2 separate regions of the Zea mays genome follow, and region 2 is linked to region 1. A link is a contact called in public Hi-C data. All regions are on one chromosome and are shown on one strand. Each heading gives the region's core, a stretch centred on a gene start, on an enhancer-like site or on the middle of the called end of the contact. The rest is flanking DNA. Distances are from core to core; before and after follow the strand shown.

What was found. Hi-C and Micro-C count contacts between places; a contact is called where the count stands out from the background.
Region 2: a Hi-C map of ear shows a contact between it and region 1, with 6 times the contacts expected there. The contact joins two enhancer-like sites. A contact is called at or near these places in 3 of 25 Hi-C or Micro-C datasets (ear, leaf and tassel).

The regions. Positions count from the first base shown.
Region 1 is chr4:126,242,014-126,249,899 of Zm-B73-REFERENCE-NAM-5.0, reverse strand. No RefSeq gene overlaps it. Among protein-coding and RNA genes, the nearest start is that of LOC100279116, 76 kb to the left of the region's middle. Within about 2 kb of position 4,924, at least 17 of the 20 cell types and tissues checked have an H3K27ac peak or open chromatin away from gene starts, as enhancers often do. A contact at or near this core is called in ear, leaf and tassel, where this site is marked.
Region 2 is chr4:126,413,706-126,421,591 of Zm-B73-REFERENCE-NAM-5.0, reverse strand. No RefSeq gene overlaps it. Among protein-coding and RNA genes, the nearest start is that of LOC103653654, 28 kb to the left of the region's middle. Within about 2 kb of position 3,826, at least 15 of the 20 cell types and tissues checked have an H3K27ac peak or open chromatin away from gene starts, as enhancers often do. A contact at or near this core is called in ear, leaf and tassel, where this site is marked.

The sequences.
Region 1 (7,886 bases), core at 3,675-6,174:
CCACCTCCACCTCAGGTGCTTCAATTTAGTTTAGACTTGTGGTTTGTATTAACCTTTCAAATCTTAACTAAACCTGATTTTGTAGGGATTCGGGGTTATGGGCCACAACACGCCACTACCGGTGATATCAGCATCAGGAGGAGCTTATGGAGGGGAGGGAGCTACTACATGAGAGGTTAGTTTGACAAACAATTCGTTTGAATAGTTGTCATGTAAACATTGTAGTTATTAATGTCTTCTTCTTTCTTTAGAATCTAAACCAGTCAAACGACTTTGTTAACGACTTGTTCGCTTCTAGAGGTAGTGGTCACAACTCAAACGATCCCTATATGTGATGGTTTGACTCTTGTGATGAATTCTGAGTTTGTGTTATATTGTAATGGACTATGTGATGTATTTGTGAATAATTGTGAACTGTGGACTCTGGAGGTATTTTGGTGAACTGTGATGTATTTGTGAAGAATTGTGATATTTTATGTTAAATGTGTGTAATTCTAGAATTATTGTTTCTGTCATATTATTGTGATTAAATTGTTGTTGAAATTGCTGTTTTTTTACCTTTCCTTCATATTTTTTATCTGAAATTACTTACTTTCGACGGCTTGTGAGCCGGCCACCGAAAATAAAACCTTATTTTTGGCGGCCAGCAGCCGCCAAAAATATCTTATTTTCGGCGGTAAGGGCCCTCTTTTTGGCAGCTCCTGGCCGTCGAAAATGAATGTAGTTCTTGTAGTGTATGTGTTGGTGATTGCTTATGATCATGTTCTCTTGGGCGTCTCATCCTTAATTTTGTAGTCGAAGAAGGCGAGCGTCTGGTAAACATTGATAAAAAACATAAAACAACTCTTCCTATAAATTAGAAGATCTATATAGTGTGACTACTACATAAAATCTTTAATCCCTCATTTGCATGTTGTAGGTATGCACCTCTGCTAGTGCATCCTATGAATGTAGCCCTCAAGTCTTACTCATCATAGTTATCAGCCTGGGTGAGTGAAACTCTACTAAGAATACTTCTATATCATTCCCTTGTCTGGCCAAGTTATGTGGGCTAAAATCTGGTCCCCCCCAAGTCCTAAGATTTAGTAAGGAATCACTAGACTGTTACCATGATGATTCAAGGGACATTTATCTAAGGGGGGCCCAGAGTAAGCTTGGATAGATCCAAAAATCGGTAGTTCATCCTTCAAAAGCATACCATGATGTGAGGTACTCAACAGACTAAATTAAAGATTTAGGAATTTATTGCCCTTGAAGGGACCTTGTTGTATAGAAGCCGAGCCCGGGTCTCAACAACTTTATCCTCTCGAGCGGAACTTAAAGTGTGCCCTTGGAAGGGTCTTTCTTGGTAAGGGCAAAATCCTAAGACTTAGCAATTCTTATACCCATAGAATGGTTTTTTTGTTTGGGGACCGAGTCCTAGGACACTATAATATCGTACCATTGAAAACCGACTTGTCGTTCAGCCCCTAAGAGTTCTTTCCATGTGCCTTTAGAAGGATCTTTCGGTTGTCATGCTAGTTATACAAATCGAGAGGTTTTTTCTATCCATGGATGGGTCATGGGTGACAAGCAGAGCCATGTAGGTGATACTTGTCGGCTTCATCGGAGGGAGCCCTACCAAATTGATGTCGATGTATTGTTGTAACGAGGATGATCCGATCCCCTCAATCCCCTTAGAGTGACTATCAAAGTGTGATAAAATAAAGAGGAGGATCCTTTCAGACTTGTTCACCTGGCGGTAGTCGAGCCATGTAGGTGGTACTACCGCCCTTCCCCTAAGGGACCCTGTTGGTACTGAGAACGGTGGGCCCAAGCAATCGGGAGCAGTGTGACAGGTGGCAAATAGGTGACACAGAAGCATGGCCAAATGTTAGGCAGGGAATTGTAGCGTATTGTTGTGTGTGTCCCATCCGTGTATAGAAAGGGTGTATTTATAGGTAACTGGGGTGGGTAGGTAGACTAATGTACCATTATGCCCCCGGTTACCTGCTACATTCTTGGAATATTCCACACAACGGGGCCATTACACAATGGAGGATGCTTAAGGTCGTCGCCTAGATGTTGATCCCTTCGCCTTGTGGAGACCGCCAAAAGCATCTTCGTCATGAAGTTGTCTTCGTCCTGTGAAGGGGGCCTTCACCCGTAGCGGCACAAGAAACGGGGAGCCCCACTTCTTGCATAGTCCTCCACGCAGTTGCCTTCGCGCGGGGGTAGTCGAGGACCTCCTTGCTAACAGGAAACGAAGTCTCCTACCATTCTGGTCCTTTCATTCAAACATGGTTAACTCTAGCTAGGTAAGTCTAATTGAGGTTGGGTTTGGCCTTTGCTCCAACACTAGCCCCACCCCCTGAGGGATTGCTAGTGTGATAAGTATTTCTCCTTATCGAATAATCTTCTAGATGGTGATCCACCATGAAGTGTGATAAGTATTTCTCCTTCACCTTTTCACGCCTTTGGGTGTATTGTCGCATGTCCTCTTCTTGCTTCATAATGTTTTAGAAGCACTGTTGATCGTTAGTCGATAGCTCTTCTTGGGTCGGTTTGATAATGTTGTTGGTGAAGAACTCAGCATGATCATTGGAACCAACCATTGGAAGCCAATTTTAGTAGATCAAGGAATGTCCCCAGTAGAGTCGCCAAAAAAGTGTGTTGTCGCCTTTTTGGGCAAAACACTAATGATCCCTAGATCATGCTTGCTTGGAACGAGACCTTGGGAATTTCTTTACGGGAGCGTAGACTGTCCGCGATAGGTCACTGGATCGTCCGTGACTCTAAACAAGGAGCTCCACACTTCTCTGCAAGCATGTGGATCGTCCGCGTGTAGGCGGCTGACCATCCACGAGGGCATAAAGGGCTTCATGAATCTCCTGCAGAATCTAGATCTCACTTCCCGGTAGGGACCCGTCGAGAGGAGAGATCCTAGCATTGTCTTGGGGTCGACAGGACACCCAAGACACCTCAAAACGATGTTGAGCCAAAGAGAGATGAAGATTGAGATTAAGAAACTATGACTAAGGCTAAATTACTTCTACTCCTAGTGCATACGATCGGTCGTACCACTTCATATACATATATAGGGGAAGGTCTGAACCCGTTCCTAGGCGATCTCCAACAGTTTCCAGCGAGGTTTGTTAAGATAATCGCGCAAGAGATAAACATTCTAGCCTGAATCAATCTAATCATGGACCATCTGGGCTATCATGCGGACCGTCCAGGTGCCAAATCTAGTGCTTAACACCAATGATGAAAATCATTTTTACTGCTAGTTTGGACAAAAAGTCGATAGTAGAATACGATTTTTTCACCGATATTTTTCCCTTAGGTTGTTGTTTGATATTTTTTATTCTATACTAATGATGATATATTATCACCATCCATTTTGATAAAATAGATGATAAAATAAGGTTGTAAAATCAATTAGATAGTACACCCTCCGTCCTAAAATATAAGACATAACTACTTTTTTCTAGATATAACTACTTTTTCTCTATATATACGTACATCGATACAGTAGCATAGAAAAATTAAATATATTTATTGGTTTTTAAATCAGAAGTGTTTACGCCTTATACACTGAGACAAAGGGAGTAGTGGCAACACCAAGCCACTGATGCAGGCTAAGTTGGACCTGCACAACCATACCTTCAGCCCGGTCAAGGCTAGGGCTGGACAAAAAACTCGTGACACGGTAACTCGCTCGACTCGACTCATTAGTGACTCGACTCGGCTCGATTCGTTTAAAATGAGTCACGAGCTGAGCTAACAAATTAACTCGGTTCTTAACGAGTCAAACTCGAGCTGGCTCGTGAGTTACTCGCGAGCCAAACGAGTTGTGCAAATCTGCAATGGCCTAGCCCACCCATATGGAGCAGCCCAGCCACACGATACGGCCCACATAGGACACGCCGTTCTTCAGCCCAGCCATACGGGCGGCCCACACAACCAGCCACACCAAAGTCCAATTAGCCTCTCGGTGGCTCACTGGCTTGGCCGCACGCCGCCCGCACCGCATGCCGCTTCTTCTGGCTTCTCCCTGCGAGCTGCCCTCTCGGTCTCTCCCTCTCTCTCCCAAAATCTAAACCCTAGACTCCTAGAGCCGCCGACCGCCGTTGTCCGTGGAGCAGCCGAGCAGAGCAGGCTGCAGCGCCACCGCGCCGGTGTGCGGCGTGTGCCCTCCGACCTCCGCCCGTCTGCCCTCCGCGCGGCGCTCATGTTCTTCGCAGTCTGCCCGTCTTCCCCGACGGCGCCCTCGGCCCTCGCCCTGTTCGGCTGTCCGGCGCCTACTTGCACATCGTCGGTCGTCGGCTCGCCTCCATGAAAGCTCAAGAACCGGATGGCTTATGGTAACTTTGATAATGAGCTGGCTCACGAGTTAATCGAGTCAGACCGAGTTACCAAACGAGCCGAGCTCAGCAGGTTCTCCAGCTCGTTATCATAACGAGTCGAGTCGAGCTAACTCGTTATCATAACGAGCCAACTCGAGTCGAACCGAGCCGAGTCGAGCCAGCTCGATATCCAGCCCTAGTCAAGGCACAAGTTTTATTTGTTGGGAAAACAACTTATGTAAAACGGTGAAAAACAGATTATGCTTATTCTCTTACTGTCTGTTTTTAGGTTCTTCTGAGAGAAAACTGAACCCATAAACTGTTGTGAAAACGTTTAATTTTTAGTACAGATTCTTCTTAAATTTGTGAAAAAGTTATGAAATAAACGTGCCAAAGAGGCCCCGCCGGCCAAGATGTAGTGACTTGGAACCGTGTCCACTGTCCAGACAAACTCATCAGTCATCAGACTTGGCTTACCCGGTCGGTTTTGATATGGGCTGGTATCACAGGTCGATTGGTACGGTTTGCACTGGCCCATGTATAGTTGGATTCTGTACTTTGAACACCCTTCAGTCCAGTCCAGTGGGCACAGGCAAAGCGAAATGTCCGGGTCCGGCATACCCTACCTACGACTACGACACCGACGAGTACTCTTTGTATATATATCATACAAGGGAAAAAAACTAGTGGCTGCTGGCAGCACGTGACACGGAAGGCCCAAGAGACGCGGCCCATGGGTCAAGAAGTCCAGTATCTAATTTCGATTAGAAGGAGACGGAACATGTCGCCTGCCTGACGCACGGTGGTGGCGTTGCTCGTATCATACTTGTTTTGATATTTTCTCGTTTGATTCAGATCCGAGGATACATACAAATATTATCGAGTTGTGTCAGATACAAATTAGAATTGACATTCAACTTTGAATATACCGATATAAACTGGATACGGATACAGAATAGCCAGACTCGAAAACGAATTGGATTCCAGTTTTTTTCTAGACGAATCGAACTCGAACACAGACCAATAACATCCATACCATTTACACCCGGATATCTTGCACGTCTCTAGACTTCCAGTTCATACGTGTCTTGGTCCACTACTTTGGAGCGCTCTGCCGCGTTCAGGGAATACCGACAAGGGGTGCAGGCATGCATGTCTGAATTTGAGGCAGCACCGGTGCACTGATCCAATAGTAGTCATGGCGCCAAGGAGTCAGCCACACAATGGTTCTGCTGGTGAAGGTTCGGCGCGTAAGGACACGACATGACACGATCCATCCATTCCGAAAGGGACAGGCAGATCGTTACCACCACCAGAGATTGGAGCCCGTGGCCATGTCGCAGTTGCTTGCCGTTGACAAACCGGGCAGAAGCATAGGGTGGTGTTGGTGTCTGGTTCCCGGCCCTTGCATTGATCGTCTCTTTTGCATGGGTGCTGTGTTCGCTGGCTGCTGGCCAGGTTTGGCTATATGCCTATACGCGGACGCAATCCGGCATGATCATATATGCATGTATATGACTTGCTGGAATGAAATGGGATGGGATGAATTCAGGGGTTGTTACAAATTCACGTCTGTCGGAGAACGTACGGATTTCAGGGCTTGCTAGTGTCTGCATCAACCTTTTGTTGGAGAGACGGCAACTTTGGTCTAGATAATGCGCGCTTGTGGTGTAGCAGTAAGCAATTAGGTGAAGAAACAAGCAGGTCTGCTCCCATGTTTCACCTACCAACCACACTCCTGCCCCGCGCGGTACAGCGTCTGGATGCGCCGACCGGTCGCACTAATTAAGCCGGTGCAACTCGCTCCGGCCGTAGATGAAGAAACAAGCAGCGCCCTGCACCCAAGTCCCAGCCAAGGAGCTGAGCCACCGGCAGCCAAGCACAATTTGAATAATGACAAGCCGGTTAAACTTTGTAACAAAGGTTATAAATTAGAATGAGGAGAGTATATGCATGGATCTATTTGGTTCAGCTATAGATTTTTAAAATCTGATTGTAGTTTTGAGGAACCTATTGTGAGCTCACAATTGTGAAAAAACTAACATTTATTTGGTTGAAACAGCTGTCACTTATATATTTTGTAGAAAAGCTGTCACTTATATATTTTATAAAAAATGTGTGACGAACTTGTAACATGAATGACAAAAAAAACTGAAAATATAGGGTAAGAGGTGATTCTTGTTAGGATACCTTGTTATTCTGTTAGCATATCCCATTATTTTTGGCTGGAGCTGCGCCTCCATTCTCGGCAGGTTGTTGCCTTGCTTGTACATATCTGCATGTATCTTTTGATCTATAAATACATGCACAGCCCCATGGGGGTAGATGTGCCTTGCGCCATTCAACATGGTATTGGAACCATTGATCCAGTAGACGCCAAACTCATCCATCACATCTTCTCTTATGTCTTTCTCTCCCCAGATCACCATGACCGATACTTCTTCTTCCCTGCCCACATACAGCCATTCGTTGCTGGCACAAAAACGACGACAGCTACAACACTGATCCTCCATCGACGGCTGTGGCGCACACCTCCTCGTACACAATTGATCCAAACTGGTATGTCGACACAGGTGCCACAGATCACATCACCAGCGATCTTGACCGACTGGCGCTGCGTGAACGCTATCACGGTGGTGAGCAAGTCCAGGTCGGCAATGGTGCAGGTTTGCAGATTTTACACACTGGTCATTCTACAATTAATTCCGATCATCGCCCACTTGCACTACGTAACATTTTGCATGTCCCAGATATCTCAAAAATCTTCTTTCCGTCCAAAAATTTTCACGTGAAAACGATGTGTTTTTTGAATTCCATCCGTCCTATTTTTCAATTAAGGATCGTCGGACAAGGAGAAGACTCCTGGAAGGGCGGTGTAAAGGCGGGCTCTACCCAATCCCATTTTCTGATCAACAGATCCTCAAGCATGCACTCATAAGTCGACCAATCAGTCGCGATGACTGGTATGCACGGTTGGGGCACCCATCTAGTCAAGTTGTCCACTCTATTTTACATCTTAATAAAATTACTTGTACCAAACAGTTAGAGTCCGTAATTTGTAATGCGTGTCAACTTGCCAAGAGTCATCAATTACCTTATAATTCTTCTATTCATCGCTCTACTTGTCCTTTAGAACTTCTTTTCTCAGATGTTTGAGGTCCCGCTCCAACATCTGTTGGTGGTTATAAATACTATATTAGCTTCATTGATTATTTCAGTAAATTTTTCTGGATCTATCTTATGCATGATCGTTCTGAAGCTACTAGTGTGTTCTTACAATTCCAAACTCATGTGGAACGCCTTTTGGGCACTAAGATTAAATGCATTCAATCTGATTGGGGTGGTGAATATCAGAAAATACACAATACCTTTTTTCGCTCTCTTGGCATTGCTCATCGTGTGTCATGTCCTCACACCCATCAACAAAATGGATCCGCAGAACGCAAATACCGTCACATAGTTGAAACTGGTCTAGCTCTTCTTGCTCACGCTCACGTGCCCCTCAAATTTTGGGATGAAGCTTTTCTCGCCGCAGCCTACCTCATCAATCGAATGCCT
Region 2 (7,886 bases), core at 2,577-5,076, 170 kb before region 1:
CGGCATGCAACCGCGCCAAGTGGGCACACTTCTCCGACTCCCAACACGCCCGGCACAGAGGCCCAGGCCCACGCGTCATGCAACCGGCGCGCCGAATGCTTCGTGCATGCAGCTGCCCCGCCACTTGCGCCACCACCGCGCCTCCTCGACTGCGGAACCAATACCGCGACTCGAGGCGACCCAGCGCACGACCCAGCAGCGCCAACCTGGCGTGACGGTCAATACGGCCAAAAATGGGCCGGCAGTAATGGCGGTGGCAGGCGGGCAGGAGCAGCGGTCACGTCGTCAGCCAAGCCTACGTCCCATCCAGGGGCGACGAGAGAACCCTCTCTCACGGCGTGAAGACAACGCGCCCGTGTTCCGTTCCTCGAACGGCTCGCGCACGCGCAACGGCCGCCTCGCGAACCACTCGCCCCGTCGCATTAACTCCACGGCGGGACAGGCGGCGCCCCTGGCAGGAGAAGCGGGCGACGCTTCGCCTTCGCCATAATGACCGCGTCAGAAAAGGTACGCCGCGTCGTTCGATTTCGTATCCTTTTCCTTTTTTCCTCTTTCTCTCTCTTGCAACAGGGACCGGGAAAGGGGGATACCCCGAAAAGGATCCTTCCCCGTGAAGGAACCAGGCTCCGAGCCTCCCTACTGATAAGAGGTTCGAAGGCTGGCCCCTCGGAAGGGTTCAACAGCCGCCTCAGAGCGCGTGGGCTCCACACCCACTACTGGTCAGAGGTTCGAAGGCCGGCCCCTCGGAAGGGTTCAACGGCCGCCTCAGGCTACTCGGGCTCCGCGCCCACTACTGATCAGGGGTTCGAAGGCTGGCCCCCGAAGGGTTCACAGCCGCCTCAGACACAGAGCGAGGGATGACCATGGGTACGTTCGATACATAACCAAGGCTCGGGCTGCGCTCCCGAGGTACCCTAGGACATTTCCGAGACCAGCGAGAACGATCTTGTAACGGAATCCCATCGGAGGGAGGCATCGAGCCCTCGGACCCCGTCGCCAGGGGACCGGGTCCGGCAGATCACCCGCAGGTACTTTTGGGCGTGCCTCTGGGCCTCTAGCCGACCCCTAACGAATGGGGCACGGACGTCCACTCGGATTACCCGCCTGCAGCTCACCGGAGACACCATGTTCGGCGCCCACCGAGGGCAACATGGCGCTTTCCCCCCCTCCTCCTTGCGGAAAGGCGACGAAGGGGCGTATGTAAAAAAGTCGAGTCTGTCCCTGATCGCCCTCTCGCCCTGTGCGGAGGCTCGGGGGCTGCTCTCGCAAACCCGGCTCCGGCCGAACCGTTGACAGCGTCAACATACCAGCCTGAGAACTTAGGACCCGACCGTACACCCGGGCTACGGCCAGCTCGCATGAGGGAATGACCAGACCAGCCGAAGCATTACGCGAGGCATTAAGACCTCGGAGGAGTCAAACCACTCCTCCGAGGCCTCGGGGGCTACACCCGGCGGGTGCGCTCGCGCGCACCCACCGGAACAAAACGCAACCGAGAAAGGCTCGTCCCCTTGCAAAAAAGTGCGACGAAAGCCTCCAAGCGAGTGCTAACACTCCCTTCGAGGCTCGGGGGCTACTGTCGGGGACCATAATTAGGGGTACCCTCAAGGCTCCTAATTCTCAGCTGGTAACCCCCATCAGCATAAAGCTGCAAAGGCTTGATGGGTGCGATTAAGTCAGGGATCAGTCCATTTGAGGGACTCGATCACGCCTCGCCCGAGCCTAGCCTCGGACAAGGGCAGCCGACCCCGAAGGATCTCCGTCTCGCCCGAGGCCCCCCTCCAGCGGCGAACATATTTCCGGCTCGCCCGAGGCCCTGTCTTCGCCAAGAAGCAACCCTGACCAAATCGCCGCACCGACCGACCAACTCGCAGAAGCATTTAATGCAAAGGTGGCCTGACACCTTTATCCTGACGCGCGCCCTTCAGCCGACAGAGCCGAAGTGACCGCCGTCACTTCGCCGCTCCACTGGCCAGCCTGACAAAAAGACAGCGCCGCCTGCGCCGCTCCGACTGCGGTGCCACTTGACAGAGTGAGGCTGACAGGCAGTCAGGCCCGGCCGCAGGCACCATAGGAAGCTCCGCTCCGCCCGACCTAGGGCTCGGACTTGGGCTAAGCCCCGGAAGACGGCGAACTCCGCTCCGCCCGACCCAGGGCTCGGACTCGGGCTAAGCCCCGGAAGACGGCGAACTCCGCTCCGCTCGACCCAGGGCTCGGACTCGGGCTAAGCCCCGGAAGACGGCGAACTCCGCTCCGCCCGACCCAGGGCTCGGACTCGGGCTAAGCCCCGGAAGACGGAGAACTCCGCTCCGCCCGACCCAGGGCTCGGACTCGGGCTAAGCCCCGGAAGACGGTGAACTCCGCTCCGCCCGACCCAGGGCTCGGACTCGGGCTAAGCCCCGGAAGACGGCGAACCCCGCTCCGCCCGACCCAGGGCTCGGACTCGGGCTAAGTCCCAGAAGACGGCGAACTCCGCTCTGCTCGACCCAGGGCTCGGACTTGGGCTCAGCCCCAGAAGACGACGAACTCCGCTTCGCCCGACCCCCGGGGCTCGGACTCCGCCCTGGCCTCAGCCGTCGGTCTCCGCCTCGCCCGACCCAGGGGCTCGGACTCGACCTCGGCCACGGAAGACAGACTCGACCTCGGCTTCGGAGGAGCTTACACATCACCCAACCTAGGGCGCAGACCAGCCACGTCAATAGGAGGCGCCATCATCACCCTACCCCGAGCTGACTCGGGCCACGGGAACAAGACCGGCGTCTCATCTGGCTCGCTCCGCCAGATAGGCAATGATGGCGCCCCGCATACTCTGTGACGACGGCGGCTCTCAGCCCCCTTACGAAAGCAAGAGGACGTCAGCAAGGACTCAACAGCTCCGACAGCTGTCCCTCCGCCAGGCTCCGGCACTCCTCCGACGGCCACGACATCACACCAGCTGGGTGCCAAAATCTCTCCGGCTGCCACAACGGCATGTACTTAGGGCGCTAGCTCTCCTCCGCTAGACACGTAGCACTCTGCTACACCCCCCATTGTACACCTGGATCCTCTCCTTACGCCTATAAAAGGAAGGACCAGGGCCCTCTTAGAGAGGGTGGGCCGCGCGGGAACGAGGACGAGACAGGCGCTCGTTTGAAGCCGCTCGCTCCCTCTCCCGCGTGGACGTTTGTAACCCCCTACTGCAAGCGCACCCGATCTGGGCGCGGGACGAACACGAAGGCCGCGGAATTTCCACCTCTCTCACGCCCGTCTCCGGCCACCTCACTTCCCCTTCGCGCTCGGCCTCGCGTCAACCCATCTGGGCTGGGACACGCGGCGACATTCACTCGTCGGCTTAGGGACCCCCGGTCTCGAAACGCCGACAATATATATATATATATATATATATATATATATATATATATATATATATATATATATATATATATATATATATATATATATATATATATATATATATATATATATATATATATATATATATATATATATATATATATATATATGCGCGACACAAGAACTCATTATCATATGCATGCATGACATATTTAAACCCAACTTGGTGCAAATAATCACAACTTCATGTTCAAGTTGTCGAGGTGCTTTATGGGAGAAAAAGTATTGTAGTAACGGTGGTTCAAGCTTTGACGCAACTAACAAACCACTCATCGATCTATATACATCGTCAACTCGTCATGATATAAACAAATGTGCGCGCATGCGGCAGGCCACGCGCGTCGCTCCATTTCAGTGCCAGCGAGACTGACCGAGTGACGGACATGCGGGCCCGAAAGCATGCACAAGCAGTCCAGGCCCGCTCAGCAGGTCCAGCAGGCCGTCGAGGCTAGATAGCTCCATTGTTCTTTTTCCAGAGGCCCCAAGAGCAGACGATGTACCGCTCTACTCCATACAAAAGCCCACATCTGGACTGCGATCCTGACCATTACAACCAAAATCAAACAATGCAACGTTACGTTAGATAAGCAAGAATGATGTTGCTAAAAAATATAGGAAAATTTGCCAATGCATGATTGAGGGTACCTATACCATATGTAGAACCGACCAAGCAGCAACTGCAAAGATGAACCTCATGTCAAAATCACAAACAACTAGCACATTTTAATATGTATATATCCATGACGCTATGTGTGGTTGACCACTTCATCTGCTAGCACTACCAAAAGAACATGTGAAAAATATATTGCTCCAATAGCGACTTTGGTGTATGGCCAGGAACAACCTGTCACACCCAGATTTAAGGGATAAAGTCGGATGCCCGGATACATCTCATATATACGCCAAAAAAACAACACATACAATAACAGAATGTATAGAGATAAATGTCACAATAAAATCAGAGTACTTATTACATAGCGGAAGTCTTACAAAATAAAAGATAAATATAAAACGAACTAAAGTCCATCCTTGGCGCCACAAAGTCGACTGGGAGACGCCACCTAGATTAAGTTGAACTCCTCGTTGTGTGACTCCTCTTGAACCACCTGTTTTTCTGCTGGGGTGTGATGCAACAAGGGTGAGCTCACACCCGTTCATCGCTCAACAAGTTGTGGAAAATAATGTGCATGAACTCACCAAAGGTGTGGGAGTTCATATGATGTGTAAGACTGATCAACAATAGAGGTTAAAGCTAAGTGTTAGGGACTTGTTCTCAAATGCTATGAGTTAAGAACAAGGCAACACAAAATGTTAATGATTAAAGATCTTCGTCCTTTGAAGCATTATCTCCCTTAGGATATATTGATCTTCAGACGAAGGTTATGAATGGCGTACCTTCATCATCTCAATATGTAATTAAGTAAGTAGAAGTATATGAAAAATAGAAAATAACATGGATAATTACATGACATCATTAGAGCATTTTTCTTATCTTATCACGAATAAATATGAACAATATTAAATTTTATTTATATCTTTGGCTTGACATAAGGTAAAAATTCAAAAATGACGTGCGAGTGAATACAAGTCAGCATGAACAGTACGGTGTCACTGTTCATCTATTTATAGGCACAAGACGTAGCCTGTGTAGAATTACATTCATGCCCTCGACATTTACTATTGACTTAGAGAAATCTATCGAGGACTAGACAACCTTTTTCCCTTTAAGTCGGTTTTATTTTCCATCGTTAAGCCGAAGCTTCTTCACGGGTAGCTTCGGCACTGATTCATCCTTCTCTCGAACCGCTTCATCCCATGTCCGAAGGTTCCTGTACATATATTATACTTAAGAAACTGTAACACCCTGAATTTGGGGGTATAAATTTTTTTTCTAATATTCACCAAATTCATGTGTTACCCTCTCTTTTCCTTGCTTTTCTTTTCTTTTTCCTAAATAGTGAAGAGTTATTTTGTTTTTATGTCTAGGTGTAAGCCTTAAAATAAAAATCTTAGAGGAACTTTGACTGTTGCATTCATGTCGATGCATAGTGTTTATGAGTGCAAAATATTATCGTAACAGATTAAAATATCTCGAGGATGTTCCCAAAAGTTTTTAAAATCTTCGGAATGTTTTTTCGAGCGTTGAATATGAATTTCAGTTTTTCTAATATTAATTAAATACCTAAAATTTAGTATTTGCAAATAACTATAAAATTTTGGAAACTCAATTCACTACCGGAATCCGGCCCTTTGCTGAGTGCCGGCGTCTTTGCCGAGTGCTTTTTATCGGGCACTCGGCAAAGAAGACTTTGCCGAGAGCCACACTCGGCAAAGTACGACTCTCAGTAACGAGCTAGTTTACCGAGTGCAGGACACTCGGCACAGGACCACACTCGGCAAAGACTTGTTTGCCGAGTGTCAAACACTCGGCAAATAAGGTGCTCGGCAAAGGGCCGTCAGCGGCCGTCCTAAAGCTGACGACCGTCAGCCTTTGCCGAGAGCCGAGGGCTGGCACTCGGCAAAGAACTCTTTACCGAGTGTCTTGTATAGACACTCGGCAAACCATATTTTTGTTTTTTACATTTTGGCCACCAAACTTTTTGTGGAATGTTACTACACTATGTAGACCTACATGTACCATTTTGGGACAAATATAACAGTGTTTGCAATAGCTAGTAGATTTAGTTCGTTTATTTGAATTTCTTCGGAAAATTCAGATTTGAACTGCAGGTCACTCGAAACTTAGAAAATCGTGCATGCAAAAATGATATCCATGCTACTTAGCACAAGTTACGACCGATTTTAGGAGCGGACCGGAAACTTCGAGCACCATGCTCACTCAACATGGCCGTGAACTTGTCATCCAGATGTTTAAAAATTGTATAAAACACAAACAAAGTCAGAAAATCATGAAACGTGTCCATGTGTCATGATATCATATGTAGAGGCTGTGATAAAAATTTGAAAAAGTTTCGAGAAAGCTGTGACGCACTATGTGTACAAACCTAAGAGATCCACATTGAAACTCCATGATTTCATGTGTAGTTCTCTTAGGTTTCTACACATACTGTCTCACAACTTTCTCCAAACATTCTCAATTTTTTATCACAACCTCTACATATGATATCATGACACGTTGACAGGTTTTATGATTTTATGACTTTGTTTGTGTTTTATACAATTTTTAAACACCTGGATGGCAAGTTCACGGACATGTTGAGTGAGCATGGTGCTCGAAGTTTCCGCTCCGCTCATGAAATCGATCGTAACTTGTGCTAAGTAGCATGGATATCATTTTTACATGCACGGTTTCCAAGTTTCGAGTGACCTGCAGTTCAAATCTGAATTTTCCGAAGAAATTCAAATAAACGAACTAAATCTACTAGCTATTGCAAACACTGTTTGTAACACCCCTGGTGTTACTATTACTAAAACTTGAGCATGACATCATAAGCATTGGCATTGCATATGTTTGACACACCTAGAGTGCATTCACTAGGCAAAAATTTCAAACAAGTTGTATTGTTTTAAGTGTTTTGCAAATGAAACCCTAGGTAAAGGACTTAACCTTAAATAGTGGTTAAAGGGGTAAAACTTAACCCAAGTTAAGAAAACCTAAATACTTTAGGGTAAAAGTCATAAAATGACCCTAAGAATAAACTTGAATCACTTTTGTACCCCTGGGATACCAGAAACCCTAATTGGAACCCTGGAAAACCCTAAGTCCAAACCCTAGGGGCTTATGTGCAAAAGTGATGAACCTTTGGACTAAAATGTAAAAACTACTATGTTTAAGCATCTAAAGCCAATTGGTTCACAAATATGTGAATTTACAAGCCAAACCCTGAGATTTGGACTTAAGTGCAAAATGGACCTCATTTGAGTTCTACACTAAGTCTGAAATTCAGTGTTAAAGGCTCCACTTTAGGGCTTTGTAACTTTCAAAGCATAGGGTTTTTGCCCTAGGTCACCACATCAAGTTGATAGCCCAATCATAGGAGAACAACTTTGTTTAAGGGTTCAAGCCATGTCCTTATGAAAAAAATAGAGAAAATCTCAACCCAAGTTGGACTGTCAGTCTGGTTCTGTCTGAATATCAGACTAACAGATTCTTGCCCTGAACTTCAAGCCCAATTTCAAACCAGATGCAGTGGCTTTTTGGGGCAACATCAGATGGCAAGATTGTAGAGGGCATGTTGCTTTACAACTTTGCTGCAGATCTTGGTTGGAGTTGTTATGGGAAATCGAGAGGAAACTCAGCTTCAACTTTGGTTGTCAGGCGACTGATGAAGCGCTTGCCATGGTACAGTAACGGGTAACTGAAGAAGATCCCATCCCTTTGCTCGCCGCCGGTGGTCCCTCACCGTTGATCGCTGCTCGTCGCGATTCGTGCGTCGTGGCCATCGGATAAACATGGCTCGGTAAAGATCCTCACCGCCGGTGAGCTGGCCACCACTCCGACGACCCCCTCTCCTGTCTTCCTTTCTGCTTTG